Regions from separate parts of the Mus musculus genome. Here region 1 is linked to region 2. Evidence: chromatin contacts called from public Hi-C data. All regions are on one chromosome and are shown on one strand. The core of a region is the stretch at or near the end of the contact, and the rest is flanking DNA. Distances in the headings are between cores, read along the strand shown. Region 1 overlaps Baiap2 (brain-specific angiogenesis inhibitor 1-associated protein 2). Region 2 overlaps Rptor (regulatory associated protein of MTOR, complex 1).

Region 1 (7,291 bases), core at 4,425-6,924, 350 kb before region 2:
CACAGGAACTTCCTTTGTTCAGCAAGGACGGGCCAGGTCCTGGAATGTGGCACTTCCCAGAAAGTGTGTGTGTGTGTGTGTGCATTTGTGTGTATACACGTGAACATGTATGTGATGGAAGAGAGCAGAGAGAGAAAACATGGGGGGAGGTGTTTAGTAGGGAGCACTCACTAGACTTGGTGGAAGGGGGTTGGTTTCTCAGGGGTCAAGGAGGGACCAGGAATGGCAGACTTAATGAGTCACCACAAACCTAGTGCTTGATAGCACCAGAAAAAGTGGGGGCAAGGAAGGACTCTGAGGACACCATGTGACCAGCTCTGGGTTGAGAAGAAGGCACCTGGAGCTAGGCAGGACCCCACAGCTGCCTAGGAAGTGTGGCATGGGATGAGAGTGCCCAGTTTCACAGGGACAGCCAAACTATGGCAGCCAATAGACAGTATGCCAGGAAGGTCCAGAGTCTGGTGACATGGTCCGGCCTTAGAGGCTAGAAGTCACCAGTATCATGGCTTGTAGACCCACTAGCCCGTGGGCCACCAGGTGTTCAGATGGGCATAGTCAGGTCTGAGGAAGATGGAAAGCCAACCCTTCCAGAGCCCGGGGGACTGTGTTCCTCCCTCCCTAGAATGTCATCAGTCTAGACCTCAGCTAGAGCAGAAAAGCCAACAGTGATTTAAGAATTCCCAGAGCCAAGCTGGGCGTGGTGGTGCACGCCTTTAATCCTAGCACTTGGGAGGCTGAGGCAGGCAGATTTCTGAGTTGGAGGCCAGCCTGGTCTACAGAGTGAGTTCCAGGACAGCCAGGGCTATACAGAGAAACTCTGTCTCGAAAAAAAACAAAAAAACCCAAAGAATTCCCAGAGCCCACGCCTGGACTCTCCTCAGCAGACAGTCTCCTAAATCATCCAGCAATTTCTAGTGTAGGCCTTTAAAATGTCATGCCCTCTGACCTGGCAATTCTTCCTCTAGAATTCTGTTCCTCAGCCTGAGGTGTTCAAGGATGGCAGTCCCACTATTAGTGGCCACTCTGGGAGCTCAGACACTCACAGACAGTCTGGCTCTGTGAACAGCTAGTTTCCGCCTGCACCGAGCAGGAAGGCCCAGCAGCCCACAGTCCTAGCTCACCTTGGAATGGTAAGCAGCAGAGTTCTTGGCCACAGCGCACTGCTTTTCCACCAGGAAGCAGAACCTCCTGCGCTCCTCAGTGAGTGCTGTCTTGTAGCCGTCAGACACGTAGTTCTCCAGCTCGCCCTGCTTATTGCTGATGGCATCGATGTACTGGGGACAGGATACAGAGGAAACAGGTCAGTGAGCACACGGCAGATCCTGCTTGGGTTTGGGCAAATTATCCAGCCATCCCTGCAGGCCTGCCCATGCTGCCCAGGAGGTTGTCCCGTGGAGACATCTCCAGGTGGAAGGATCTCCAGGCTTACAAACATGCACTGTGAACAGACGGGAAGCGTGCACATGGAGCCAAAAACCAACACTGGTGCTTTCCTTGGTCACTTTCTACTGAAGCAGGGTCTGCCACAGAACCTGGAGCTCATGGAACCTAGAGCTTAGCTTGCCCTGGGGAGACGTCTCCACCTCCCAAGTGCCGGGACAACAGGTACCTGCTGCCATGCTTTATCTGGCATTTTTGTGGGTGCTAGGGATCAGAACTATGGTCCTTACACTTCTATGGCAAGTGCTTTATCCACTGAGCCATCCCCCAGTCCCCATACAAATCTATCTTTGAGCCTCCATGTAGGCAGGCTAGCTTTGAACTATAAGTCTTAGTTATGCCCTGAGCATGAGGTAATCTTCCTGTCTCTGCCTGTTATGCTGGCATTACAAGCGTGTGCCATCAATCCCAGCATTCCTTGGACTTCTTCCTGAGAAGGGGAAGGAAAGGTACCAGTGGCAGGCCATCCCTTCCAGGCTTCAGCTCCATGAAGCATAGAAATGTCAGCGTAAGAGGGGGGGGGGCTCCTGCAGTACGCTCCCATGCCCTGGCTCTACTGAGGCTCCTGTCACCTACAGTTTCTTTTGCCTCAGAGTCGTAGCTCCAGCAGCTATAGAATGGTCTCAAGAGATACTGACTGAGGAGACCCAGGGAAGCCTGCTGCTGGAGAGAGAGCATGGGCACCCACCACTGAGGATGTGGAGAGCGGAACAGGTGAGCAAGCCTTAGATTGTTTCATGAATATCATATGCAGGTGAAGAGAGGCCTTCATCAAAGACATATGGATCACTATCCCTGGGATAGCATGTGCCTGGTGAGGGGTCTTCACCATAGAGCATGAACTGAAAAATGACCTATCCCTCGCCTTTTCATCTGGGTTATCTGGGTTTCACCTGGGCATCCAATCTGGGTGGCCTTGGGAGCCCCCTCAATCCTCAAGATACTCTGGGCTCAAGAGAGATATGTGGTCAAATGATTCCATAGGATTCTGAGAGCACTGCTTTCCCCAAGCCCCATCTAAAGACGCAATCCCTTTGAAGCCCCTGAGGTCACAGGTACTTCTCTGGCCACCAACAGCGGTCTTGTCCCAACTACTCTTGAGCTTCCTGGGGGAAACATAACCTACCCAGGAAGGTTCTTGTCAAAAAGCCCAGGACCAGTGCAACCTCCAGACCTGACTATCTATTCTGAATGTGCCAAGACAGAGGGGTAGGGGAATTCAGAGAGTCCAGGGATGTCAACTTCACAGGGACCAGGGAGAAGGTGGTATCAGGTGACATTTGGCAGTTGACATTTAGTGGGGATAGTCACAAACTGTAAAGATAAAGGGATTTTGGGGATGGGTGGATGTGCTGACACATACCATGAAGACAGACGTTCCAACTGGAAGTGTATAGCTCAGTGGTAGGCGCCTGCATAGCACAGGAGATGCCCTGGGCTCCACCTCAGCCTGGCACAGAGGTGTGTGCTGCACACCAGCATTCCCAGCACTCCTGAGGGTCTCCTCAGCGATATAGAGAATGAGGCTCACCTAGAATCCCTGAGATCTTGCCATTTTAAAACCAACCAACCTAAGAGAATGCTCCTGCCTCTGTGTTTGTTTCTGTTTGTCACTGCTGAATCCTTATCCACCTGCCTAGAGAACCCACATCCTAGGGACCCCCATACTTGGCTGGGGTGGTCCGTGGCAGTGACTTGTATCAGTTATATGTAGTTTACAATTTGAAAGAAAGCCTCAATCAATAGATAGAAGCCATCCACACCAACAGAAACCACTGGACAGAGCTATGCTATAAGAATGTGTGTGGAACTTGGTTTCATAGCTAAACCTTACTATGATAATCAAACTGCCCAAGTGTCAAGGAAGGGTCTATTTACACCCAGGTATACGCAGACGCCTCTCTAGTGCATCTCTTGCGCCCACCCCTCTTAGGCTGAACTCCCACCAGCCTGGAGCAGCTGTTGCAGAAGCGCTTCCTAAGGCGACTGTCTTCCAGCAGGGGGCAGGCCTGAGCTGCCAGGGTGCTCACAGCTGACTCACAGCCACCTCGGCGGAGCTCTGACTCAGCGTGGGTGGGCGGCTGAGCTGTGGGCGGCAGAGGGGGTTGGAGCAGGCTGTTCCCTTAGCATCTCCCCACACAAGGCTCAGCTGGAGGGACAGAAGAGGGGGAAGCCCAGCTGGGTGGGGGCTGGTCTCCACCGAGGCTATCGGTGCCAACTCTGCCTACCAGCCAGCACCAATCTCTCCAAGGTCAAGGCCTGCCATACTCACACCCTTGCCACCAAACCTACACAGATTGCTGCTTCTGCCCTGCAGCCCCACACTAAACTCCTGCCCTCCCCACTGACAGGACCAGTCTGAGAAGGCCTGAGAATAGGTCTTGGTCCTCTCAAGCGGCAGCAGGGCCCAGCCATAAGGTCTGCCAGGTGGGACTCAAGACAGTTATTGTAACAAGAGAAGTCAAAATAGCAGGTGAGAGTGGTGTTCCAGCCTGACAGTGGGTTCTGCTGCTGTGATGGGGGGGGGCGGGGGGGGCGCGTTCCCTCCTCCCTCTCTGATCCTCTTCTCTCTTCTCTCTCCTCCACAGCGTCAAGTACTTTTCCTTCGGTTATGCAACATGCGCCTACCAGGGCTTCCTGCTCCCTGAACCTCCCCTGCACTCCAGGGTCCTCTGGGAAGTAGGGGGTGGGGCACGAGTCTTGTTGCCCCCACAGGAGCTGTGCTGGGAGGACTCCAGGGAGTCTTGGAGGAGGCTCAGCCTGGGTGTGAGCTCCTTCCCAAGCTTTAGAGAAGAGTGGTGGGATGAGACCAGACATACTCTGGGTCAGGAAGGAGTGGGCTATTCTCCAGGAGAGGAGCACACCTGCCAGTCACCATATAGGGCTTAGCACTGGCCTCTTGGATCCCACTCATTCCATCCCAGGCATCAACTGTCTGGTGCTGGGGCTCTCTGGTCTTCAGGGCTGAACTAGGCTGTGAGTAGAGTTCCTCCTATGACTCCTGTTCCTCTGGCACAGGGATGGACACACGGACACACACACACACACACACACACACACGTACACACACACACGTACGTCTCAGCTTGGTGGCCAGCTAAGGAACAGTCAAGGTTCTGAAGGCTAGGGTGGACCCTTGCGCCACTGCCCTTTCCAGAGACTTCTCAAGGACAACAACAGGCAAAAGGGCTCAGCAGCAGAGTCTTACAAGCAGAGCCGAGGTGCTGTGACAGGAGAGAGAAGGTGCCAGTGATAATCTGCATCATTTCGTTATCTTGGGACTTCAGAAAAGAGGCACCACTTGGAACGGTCACCTAGGACATCAGCATAAACCAGGCCACAAGGCCCCCTGGGTCTCCTTGCCCTGAGAACAGCACCTTCCAAACTGAGGCCTGAAGCCAGCCCACCAGCAGCAGTTTCTGGGTTTGTAGGCTGCGCACTACCTTTACAGAGGCTTTCAGCTCCCTGGGGTACAGGGCACCGGTGTGGGGCCCGGCCTCATTAGCAGGGTCTGACAGCCTGAGTTAGGAGAGCATGGCGTCTTATTTTTAAGATTTCCATTTACTTATGCACCCCCAGGAATAAGTGTAACCTCACAGGTCACACTTCTGCACCTAGGGGTGGTCCATGAAAAGGGGAGGGGACAGAGCATCAGAGCAGTGCACTTAGAAGGACTTTAAAATCCCCAGCTTGAGGGGGGTGCAGCTAGAGCCCTGGACCACATACCAGCCTGGGATGGCATCACCAGCTTCAGCCTGACCTGGGAGAAGGTCCTAAGGCAGCAGGCAGCAGCACAGCGAAGCCTGCCATTGACATGTGGCTGCCACTTCTGTCTAGGAATAACAACCGACTTCCCTGACCTCCTTTTCCAGGCCACCGGCTCCTCTCAGACAGCCCACAATTTTGCCAGGAAGATCCTGGAAATCTGGACCAAGTGAAGTGTCAACATGCAAGGGAGACAGCAGAGGACAGGGGATGGGTGGTGTGAGCCTGCAGGGGTCTAGTCTCCTCATCACTGGAGTGAGCCGAGCACTCCAGTGTGATGCGACGGCTACACTTTCCGGAGAGCAGAGTAGAAAACACGACCCGGGCCTGCACTGCCAGTACCTTGGCATCGGGCCATTTAAAATGGCATAAAGCCTGTCCCCCAGTGGCCAGGTTCCTGCTGTCCCCACCCACCCCACATTGCCTCACAGCTCCTTGCTTAGCTGGGTGCTATGGAAACAGCACTATAGAAACGCCCAACTGAAAGCATTTAAGACCCACAGAAACAACGCTCCCACTTAGTCACCCAGCACAACAGCCCTGTAATCTGAGAAGACAGAAGTGATTGGAAAGTGTGTCTCCTCTGCTCCAGAGCCAGCCGGTGACTCAGAGCAGGAAAGGATGTTCCAGAAAAATCCACTGACCACTGAGGCGCCCCCATAACTGTCAAACCCCTGGGCTGCCCAAGGTCCCCTCCAGCTTATGAATGAGTTCATGAGGCTTGGTCCCACTGTTAGCACTTGGGTAATGACTCCTTCCCAAGGAGGGAGACAACTCAGAAGCTACGCTATGCTGGGAGGGGTGGGGGTGGGGAACAGCAAGCACCTCGAGTTCCATGTTGTCTGAAGTCACTGGGGACCTGAAGCCATGGAAAGACCTTCTCTAGTCTGAAGGGCCTGGCACCCAGGGAAATGTAGGAGACAGCAGATGTTGCTCATGGGTGGACAGGGTTGGCTGGTGTTTCTGTGCTCAAAGGCTGGCAGATGGCAAGACTGGCTATTCAAGTACAAGGAGCACTGCTACAGACTAAAATGTCCCCGAAAGTTAATGTGTCAGAAACTCAATCTTCAAAACCACCTGCCGACAGAACCAGGTAGACTCAAGCGAGGGCTGCCCCCGGGAGGTCCCCGGAGCTAGGTGTGGTTAGGGGTGTCCCCAGGACAGCATGAGTAGCTTCTTAAGGACAGGACCTGGCAGTCTTCCTCATCTGACCATGTGATGCTGACCATGTGAGACCTCACTGGAGGCCAGGCCTGTACTTGGCTGACTCTGAGATCCAGAGCTAACAAGACCTTCTGCCCTGTGTGCTGGGGTGAGGGCACATCGCCTGCACCACATCACACCCTGGGCGGACCAGCCTCTGCTATTATATGCTGTGAAGATCTCAGCTCTGGTTATTTTGTGTTTGCTTTGTTAATTACACAGCCCTTTAAATAGAAATGAATTGCTCCCTCTCTCAGGCCCTTAGAACAGGCAAATCCCACAAAGGTACACAAATGAAGACTCCAGAGGTGCCAAAGCCACCGGAGCGGCCCCTGTGTCATGGTGAATAGACACCCAGTTACCTAGTCTTGGGAATCCTCGTGGGGGTACAGTGAACACGGCATCAGCACCCTCTAAGGCAGGCACCTGTCCAGAACATGGACTACTTCCTCTTGTAAAACAGCCAGCCCTTCCCCTTTCATGTCCTCTCAGAGAGGACCGAGGACAGCTTTCCTGCAGAGAACCTGGCATGTTTTCTGCCAACAGTAGGTCCGTGTACGGACAGTGGGTCAGGCAGAGCCACTAGAGCCTTCCACAGGGTCACATTGATTTCAGAGTGATCTTGACTGGAGTGAGGCCTGCCTACCAACTTTCAGCTGATTTTCTCTGGGCTCTTACCTTTTGGGGGCTCCAGCATGAAGCTGTGCCTCAGCTGCCTCTCCGTTAGCACCCGGAATGAGTGCAAGGGTAGGGAGAGGCAAGCTGCTCTCCAAGCCCAGACACACCTAAGGTCATCGCATTGGCAGGCCCCCCTTTCTATGTCTCCTAATGCCCCGCTTCCTCACACTCTACTCTGGAGGGTGAGGGCCAGTTAAGTGGGGAG
Region 2 (7,569 bases), core at 3,960-6,459:
GGGACGTGCCGAAGGCTGGTATGGGGTACTATGATTCTATAGAACCTGCTGTCACTGGGGATGTTTTCCTCCTTCTGACAGTGAGTGGAGGCTGAACGCCCTGCCATTGTCATGTTAATTGAGGTTCATGGCAACAGGACCACTCAACCTTGACTGGACTCTGAAGTGTGACCCTGAAACCATTTCTCTGGATATTTCATTAGTGACACAAGGCTGACTGACATAGTCACAAAGACAAGCTACAATCATAATGGCTCCCGTCGCCTCAGTGCTAAGCTGTGCAAAGAACACTCTGGCAGCTGAACACTGGCTCTGCAGACAGCAACTCTGGTAGGTCACTGCCTCTCCTGTTGTAGTGAGAAAAACTGGCAAACCAGGATTCTCCGCATAACCACCTAGAATAAGTACCTCCAGACTAAGCCTATTTAAAGGAAACAGGGCGTAGAGAAACAAGACAAATGGCGTCACAAGCAAGCTATCTGCAAAACGAGGCAGGCTACTCTACAACAGAGCTTGCCTGGAACCTTAACCAGGAGAGCAAAGGACTTAAAAAGCAGCGTGGCGGGGTGTGTGTGGGTGTGGGTGTGTGTGTGTGTGTGTGTGTGTCTGTAGGGGGAGGGGAGATTACATAGGAATTGAGCTGGTTCTCGTCTTCCACCACGTGGGGTCTTGGTGAAATAATTCCGGGCATCAGGCCTGGTAACAAGCACATTTACCTTCTGAGCCATCTCATCACCAACACACACACAGTTTTTTGATTTAGGGAAAAAAATGAAAAATACATAAAATTAAGGAATTTTTGCTTACAACAAAACAAAATAAAGCATCACTTAGGAGGCAGAAGCAGCAGGATCTCTGTAAGTTCGAGGCCAGCCCAGTCTACAGAGTGAGCCAGGGCCACACAGAGAAACCCTGTCTGGAAAAATAAAACAAAACAATGATGACGACGACGATGATGACCATGACGGTGATGTATAAGCCACACTCTCAGCACAGGCAGGATGTGTGATAAGAGCACAGACGTACGTTCAAGTGCTAGGTGTAACCCTGACATCAGGCCAGGAGAACACACCCTTTCAGGAGCTGCATAGAGATGTGTGAAAGAAGTGGGGTGTTGACTGCTCACTCCTCAAGTACTTCAAAACACAAGCAAAAGAGCAAGCAGGACACAATATAAGAACAGTGGTGGGCTCTGGGGAAGTAGTACAGTTTACTGCTCCCAGCTTTCAATTCTACTTGGCCGAAAATCTTTCAGAATGAAAGCTGGGGATGGGAAGCCCTCTACCTTGGCACAAAATTAATCACAAAGATCCAAGAAAAACTGCAACCTATTGCCTCTAGTTCCCAGGTAAGGAAAAGTATATTTGTTTCCACAAAGTCCTAAAACTGTTGCACTCAGCAGACCTCATAGCAGCAGGGAAGCCTCCTGGAGATGGAGCTCCAGGTCAGCACTGCCTCCTGCCACTTCTGATAAAGTGTCCGCCAGCACAGTGCTGCCCTCAGCTAGGAAACTTTTGAGCCTTGTGCCCTCACTTTCAAGAAAGGAACTCTAGCAAACTAATGGAGATCTCTTTAGTGTGCTTGTCACATAGCCATCTTTCCAGCCTGTTCCCTGAGTCCTCTGGGCAGGGACAGCGCATGGAAACCATCGGCCTCTGCAGAGTCAGCACCAGATAGATACCTGCACAATGACCCAGAGAAGATGGCTCCTCTGGAGTCCTGCCCGCCCCTGAGCCCTTCCTCCCCACAACAGTGGACTTGCCCTCTTTAGCAAGCTGTGGTAACTGGGAATGTCACGTGGTGTGTGGGCAAGACCTGCAAGGATGGTCTGTGGTCACACTGGGGACCAAGCTTCTGCTGAACACTCAGAACACACGAGTAAGTGTTGCCCCTTTTGCTTGGCTGAGTGGGTGACAAAGGCAGGTGACAACAGGTGAGAGGCAAGGGGAGGGGCGGAGGAAGAAGATGAGGAAGAGCACACATGCGGAGACAGTAAGCAAATGAGAGAAAGGAAGGCAACCTCAGGAGCACTGGTCCTCAAGTCCTCGGTAGGAAGCCTGGGCCTCCCCCACTGCCCACAGGGAAGTGGAGGCCCCGTTGGAAGGTGGCCTCTCAGGACTGCGCAGGTACAGTCATGGAACAGGATCTGAACCTATAGCTAAGGCTATCAACTGGTAACGGTCAGCTTGAAGTATCACTTAATGTTTTAATTGATGATGATCATCACCATCTGGCTGTCATGGAGCTAGCTCTGTAGTCCAGGCTGTCCTTGAACTTGCCTCTGCCTCGAGTGCTGGGATTAAAGGAAAGTGCCACCAACGCCTAGCTTAATTTTGTTTTTAAAAGTCTATTATTGTATAAAGCCTTTAATATATCTTTAAAAGAAACCAAAACTTAACTACCTTTCTTACATACACAGTTAATTCTCAACTTGCCACAGCCTAAAATCTCCTAAGAAAGGATCAACTGAAGAAATGTCTAGATCCGGCTGGCCTGGGGGGCAAGGGGAGTGTTGATTATTAATTGATTTGGAAAGACCCAGCCCACTGTAGCATTACCATTCCCTAGTCAGAAAGGTCCTGGACTATGTAAGACAGGAGAAAGTAAGATGCACGCAAGCAAAGCTGTGTTTACTCTCCCTGCTCTTGGCTGTGGTGTGTTGCGACTGCATTAAATTCTTAGGTTAGCTTCCTCCCAGTGATGGTCTGTAATGTGGAACCGTAAGCTAAATTGAAGTTGCTTTGATCAAGGTGTTTTATTACAGCAGCAGAACTACAACACCTCTACCAGGTATCTTTTCTCTCAGTGATACAAATATAGGCCAGATAAGACAAGGCTAAAGCAGATAAATGCAGGCTTGGTTTATTAGGCACCGCTGCCAGGCAGGTTCATCGGTCCCAAATAACAGGGCACCCTGGGCTAGGGCAGGAAGGTTTTATAGACCTCAGGCAGGAGTGATGACCTGTTAGCCAGGCGCTTGGGCTATCCGCAGCTACAGTACAAAGCTAAACCCCTGGGCAGGGACTTAGGTGGACTGGTTATGTCAGACTGTTGCATCCGTGCCAGCGAACTGGGCTTTTGGCACCAGTCCTTTGTTCAGAGTCTTCTCAGTGAAGGAAGGTTGGGGAAGGACAGATGGGGTTTTATAGGTTATACGGGGAGAGCAGTGGGATCCAGCCAAGCAACCTCCTTAAAAAGATCCACACGGACGCTCGCTCATGCACTGCTGCTTCACAGAACTCCATGGCTTGGCCTCCTCTTCCCTTGTCACCGTCCCTCTGCACTCACGTATCCTGCTGACAACTCCCAAACAAGAGCAAGCTTCTTGCCTTCATGCTGCCTGAGACACTGTTCACCATCTGCCTCACTGCTTCCTGACACCTGAATCAAGCCCAGTCACCTGCCCCATGCGTGGCCTATTCTTGCAATGCAAGGATGCTACAGAAAGATGGCACACTGTGGTACCCAGCCTGGACTCCATGACACTCATGTGCTGGTATAAAACCTGCTCTCCAGAGACTGTGACAAACACAGGCACACAAGAGCAACAACACTGTCTCCAGGAGGGCTGCAACTCAAGTCGGAGAAGCCTTGGTATCCCACGCACATGCCTAGGAAGAAAAGCTACTGTGCTAGGCAGGACATCCTGCACTGTGCCCACATCTTAGGCTGTGTGACACCCACTCTGATGGCCAGAAAGGAAGCAATGACTCTTGCAACTCTGTAACATCTGTAAATGTTCTAGAACTGCAGCATGAGAAACTAAAGCCAGAGAGATACAAGCGTGTTCCCCACACTGGCCAGAATGATGGAATAAAGTAAAACTCTACCTTATCCTGCAGGTCCATCTAAGATCCCACTGTGAGAATCAATTTCACTCTCTTCAGAACAGCTTCATGACCTCAAGATCCAAAGCAATGGAGAATATACAGGGGAGGGTGGCTGAAAATATGAAATATGAAATACTAAAGTAGTGCCTGGTTGACAGTGGTGACAAAGCTGACTGCACTGAAGCATCAGGTGTTTGTTTATACAGGACCAAGACAAACACACTTAAGATAGAGAGCATTGATTGCATCGCCAGCTCACTGTTTATATACCACCAGCTTACTATGGTCCATACTTAAAAAGGAAGAAAAAGAAAAAACGAAAGACAAAATCCATAGGGAAAAGAACAAAACACAAACAGGTGATTCCCCAAGAAGAAAGCTCAAGTGGGCAGCATCCACAAGGCCTGCCTGAAAGATCGCATGCAGCTCAAGGGATAAGAAGAGCTTTCCGTGCAGCCTCAAGGACCGGCAGGTACAGGGGCGCCCGAGGGCTGGAGCTTTCTGGACATGGAGCAGCTACCGATGCCTCGGGCGAAATTTCGTCAGCAACAGTTTGGCCTAGAAGAGTCCACACTGCACAGCTCCATTCCAGGAACAGCAACCACATACTGAGAGCCTATCTGCAAAGGTGCAGCTGCTCGGTGCAATGGTTCCTGAGAAAATAAACGTGCACCCGCAGGCCAGGCTACTGCACTTCCTAACAAAGAAATGAAAACTAACATTCAGAGAAAAAAGTACATAAGTGCTCGCAGCAGCTTTATTCATGACTGAAGCAACCCAAATGTCCTTCGGTGAATAAGCAGTTACACAACGGCAGTTTCATCTACGCCACAGACAATACTTGGCAATAAGAGGGACAAATGATGTGCAATGTGGATGAAACTCTGGGGAATTCAAGAGTGAAAAAGCCAACTGCAAAAAGTGAGATGCTACACCGCTCAGCTACACAACATTCTTGAAATGACAAACGACCCATGCCTGCCCAGCTGAGAAGCGTGTGCAACTGAGAACAAAGAGGGCTCTGGAGTGGATTGCCAATGTCTGTGTCAAGACCAGGGCTGTGACGCTATGGGACAGCTTTTGGCTTAAGGCTTTGGTTTGAGATGGTCTCATTGTATAGTTCACATTGGCCTGAATTCCCAATCTTCCTGCCTCGGCCCCATCAGTGCTGAGCTGCCCCCATAGCTGCTGCCACACTAGCTTCCCAGTCGAGAAGAAAGGTGCACAGGGTTTTCACTGTTGGTTAAACTGTATGACTCTCTAGCCATCTTAAATAAAAAGCTTATTTTAAAATAGAGAAGTGGTTGATCTTTCCTATTTGCATAGCTGTAAACTGAAGCATGATTAGTGACTAAGCCTGTGCCCAGTGACAACTTAGTGATGAGTGACAACTCCCAACACCAGAGCTCTGGCAGCATCAGTGAAATAGGGACCAAACTACAAGACACATTAACCACCGTCGGTAAAACATCACTCACTTCTTTTAAAGTCACTAGGCCGGGTACGGGAGAGTGTGATACCAGCACTGGGGGGAATGAGGCAAAATGGTCACAAATTTAGTTAATGTTATAAGACTCCTTTAAAAGAAGAAGAAAGGAGGAGGAGGAAGAGGAGGAAGAGGAGGAGGAAAAGGAAGAAGAGGAGGAGGAGGAAGAGGAGGAAGAGGAGGAGGAGGAGGAAGAAGAAGAAGAAGACAACGACGACGACAACGACCACCACCCTGCTCAACTGGTGTTTTGCTTAGCACCCACCTAAGAATGGATCACAACAGGAACAAGTTAGGAAACTTGAGAAGTCACAATGAGCCAGTTTAACACATCTCTGAAACTATCCCTAACCTAATGGTGACATTTCTGTTGCAGTGGGCAGCACACAGTCAGGCATCAAGAATCTGTCAACCCCACAGGCTTTTATTCTGCAGCCACAAAATTGTGTCATCAGCAGCCCAGCTCCTGGGGCAATTTTCTGCTTCTTTGCCTCTTCCATTCAAAGACTAGCTCATTATTTTGTTTAATGACTATTATCTAAATTTATGAAGACTGAGAAAATTACTTTAACTACTTTTGTAATGCAAATATATTTTATAGGTTCTTAATATTTAATTACAATTCATTGGTGCTCTCACTAAAGCAACTCCCAGGCAGCATTTAGTGTCGACACAGAACATCAGCTAGGGAAGTTCGGTTCTAGCCCATTACTTCACACAAAATTCTAAAGAATTCTAAAGTTTTTTCTTCCCCAATATATCTGCTACTTCTCTCAGTGAGAACAACTTAGCACACATCCGTGCGAGCTAGTGCGACTGTCTGACGGGGTGACACACATTTGCTGACTCCTCTGTGCCTTAGAGTGAGACAGCAATGCATATGGAAGTCAGTCAGGCGCTACCTGGAGCCAACGTGAACCACCCACTGCAGCTGCAGTGGCTTCTGGAAAGCTCCCTCCCCTACAGGAAGGTTGGCTCACCAAGCCCCAACTACATACAACACAGACATGCTGAACCCCCTTGCCTGCCTTCTGTAGCCAAGAGTTCTGGTACAAGCCAGGCAGAGATGTACCCATGACAAGCACCCAGCTAAGTCTCTAAGGAACCTTTTAGGGTGACCCCACTTCATGTGTGTGGCCCTAACTTACTGCTGGGAAGCTTTGAGCCGTTCTAGGTGACTACACGGGAAGAGCACCCTAGGAAGTTCATGGCTGACTTGCTGCATGACCTCACCATACACACCTGGTCCCCAGGCTGGTTTTATCCACCATCCTCTCACTAACAGTAAACCAGCCCACTGTGTCTTTAGGGAATCATCAAATCGAGGAATAAAGGGCTGAGAGGTCTTAGAAACTTGGATCCAACACCATAACTGTACAACAAGCAATAATCAACTTCCTCACCATCGCTCCTAAAACTCTTCAAAAGAGGCAGCAGCCCCAGCAATTACCAGCTTCCCACTCAGTGCACGTTAACGCTGATTACAAAGCACACCTGCCGCTAGATCTGACGCTCTGGGTAATGCACAGCTGTAGGACTACTCCTCATCTACTTCAATGTCTCCTTGATAGGTTTCTCTTGGCTTGACAAGAAGACAAATTAGATTTTAAATTATTTTCAATTTTACTCAACAGAGTCCATAGGTCAGATGGTCTGGGTAAAAGTGAAAGTATTCTTGTGGAATGAGATGTTTTCATGACAGGGAACGCAGTGACTATAGAGCTGGGGATGCAGTCTAGCTGGTAGAGTTAGTACGTACGAAACCTTGGGCTCAACCCCCAGCATCACACCCAAACCTGGTGTCACACTGCGCACCTGTTCAGGAGAATCAGAAATTCAAGTTCAGCCAGGTGGTGGCGGCTTTAATCCCAGTGCTTGGGAGGCAGAGGCAGGTGGATCTCTGTGCATTCCAGTCAAGCATGGTCTACATAGCAAGTTCCAGGACAGCCAAGGCTACACAGAGAAACCCTGCTTCGAACAATCTAGGGGAGGGGTAAGGAAAGGAGGGGAAAGAGAGAGAGGAATTCAAACCCATCCTCAGCTACATAACAAGCTCAGATACTATAAAATAAAGCAAGTGTGATGAGGGAAGGAGCAGCCAGCCTCCACTGTGGGGGCCGCACTCACCACACAGCATTGAAACCCAAGCACCCAAGTGTGGGAAGGAGCAGGCAAATGCCCCTCAGGACAGAACCCGAGACTTCAGCCATTTCCACAAAAGCAGTATGAGCTGCCAGGGACAGCAAAGGAGAC

What was found. A called contact is a pair of places that touch in the nucleus more often than the background predicts.
Region 1: a contact with region 2 is called in a Hi-C map of bone marrow-derived macrophages, with 27 read pairs. The contact joins two enhancer-like sites. A contact is called at or near these places in 2 of 484 Hi-C or Micro-C datasets (LSK cells and bone marrow-derived macrophages) and 1 of 115 datasets of contacts at active chromatin or transcription factors (pancreatic cancer cells).

Annotation. Positions count from the first base shown.
Region 1 is chr11:119,987,679-119,994,969 of GRCm38.p6, reverse strand. Baiap2 (brain-specific angiogenesis inhibitor 1-associated protein 2) reads right to left here. Exons shown (of 14, transcript NM_130862.4): 7 at 1,122-1,274. Among named protein-coding and RNA genes, the nearest start is that of Mir3065, 23 kb to the left of the region's middle. Within about 2 kb of position 5,674, at least 161 of the 459 cell types and tissues checked have an H3K27ac peak or open chromatin away from gene starts, as enhancers often do. A contact at or near this core is called in bone marrow-derived macrophages, where this site is marked.
Region 2 is chr11:119,637,806-119,645,374 of GRCm38.p6, reverse strand. The region is part of intron 1 of Rptor (regulatory associated protein of MTOR, complex 1); the gene reads right to left. Among named protein-coding and RNA genes, the nearest start is that of Rptor, 39 kb to the right of the region's middle. Within about 2 kb of position 5,209, at least 16 of the 459 cell types and tissues checked have an H3K27ac peak or open chromatin away from gene starts, as enhancers often do. A contact at or near this core is called in bone marrow-derived macrophages, where this site is marked.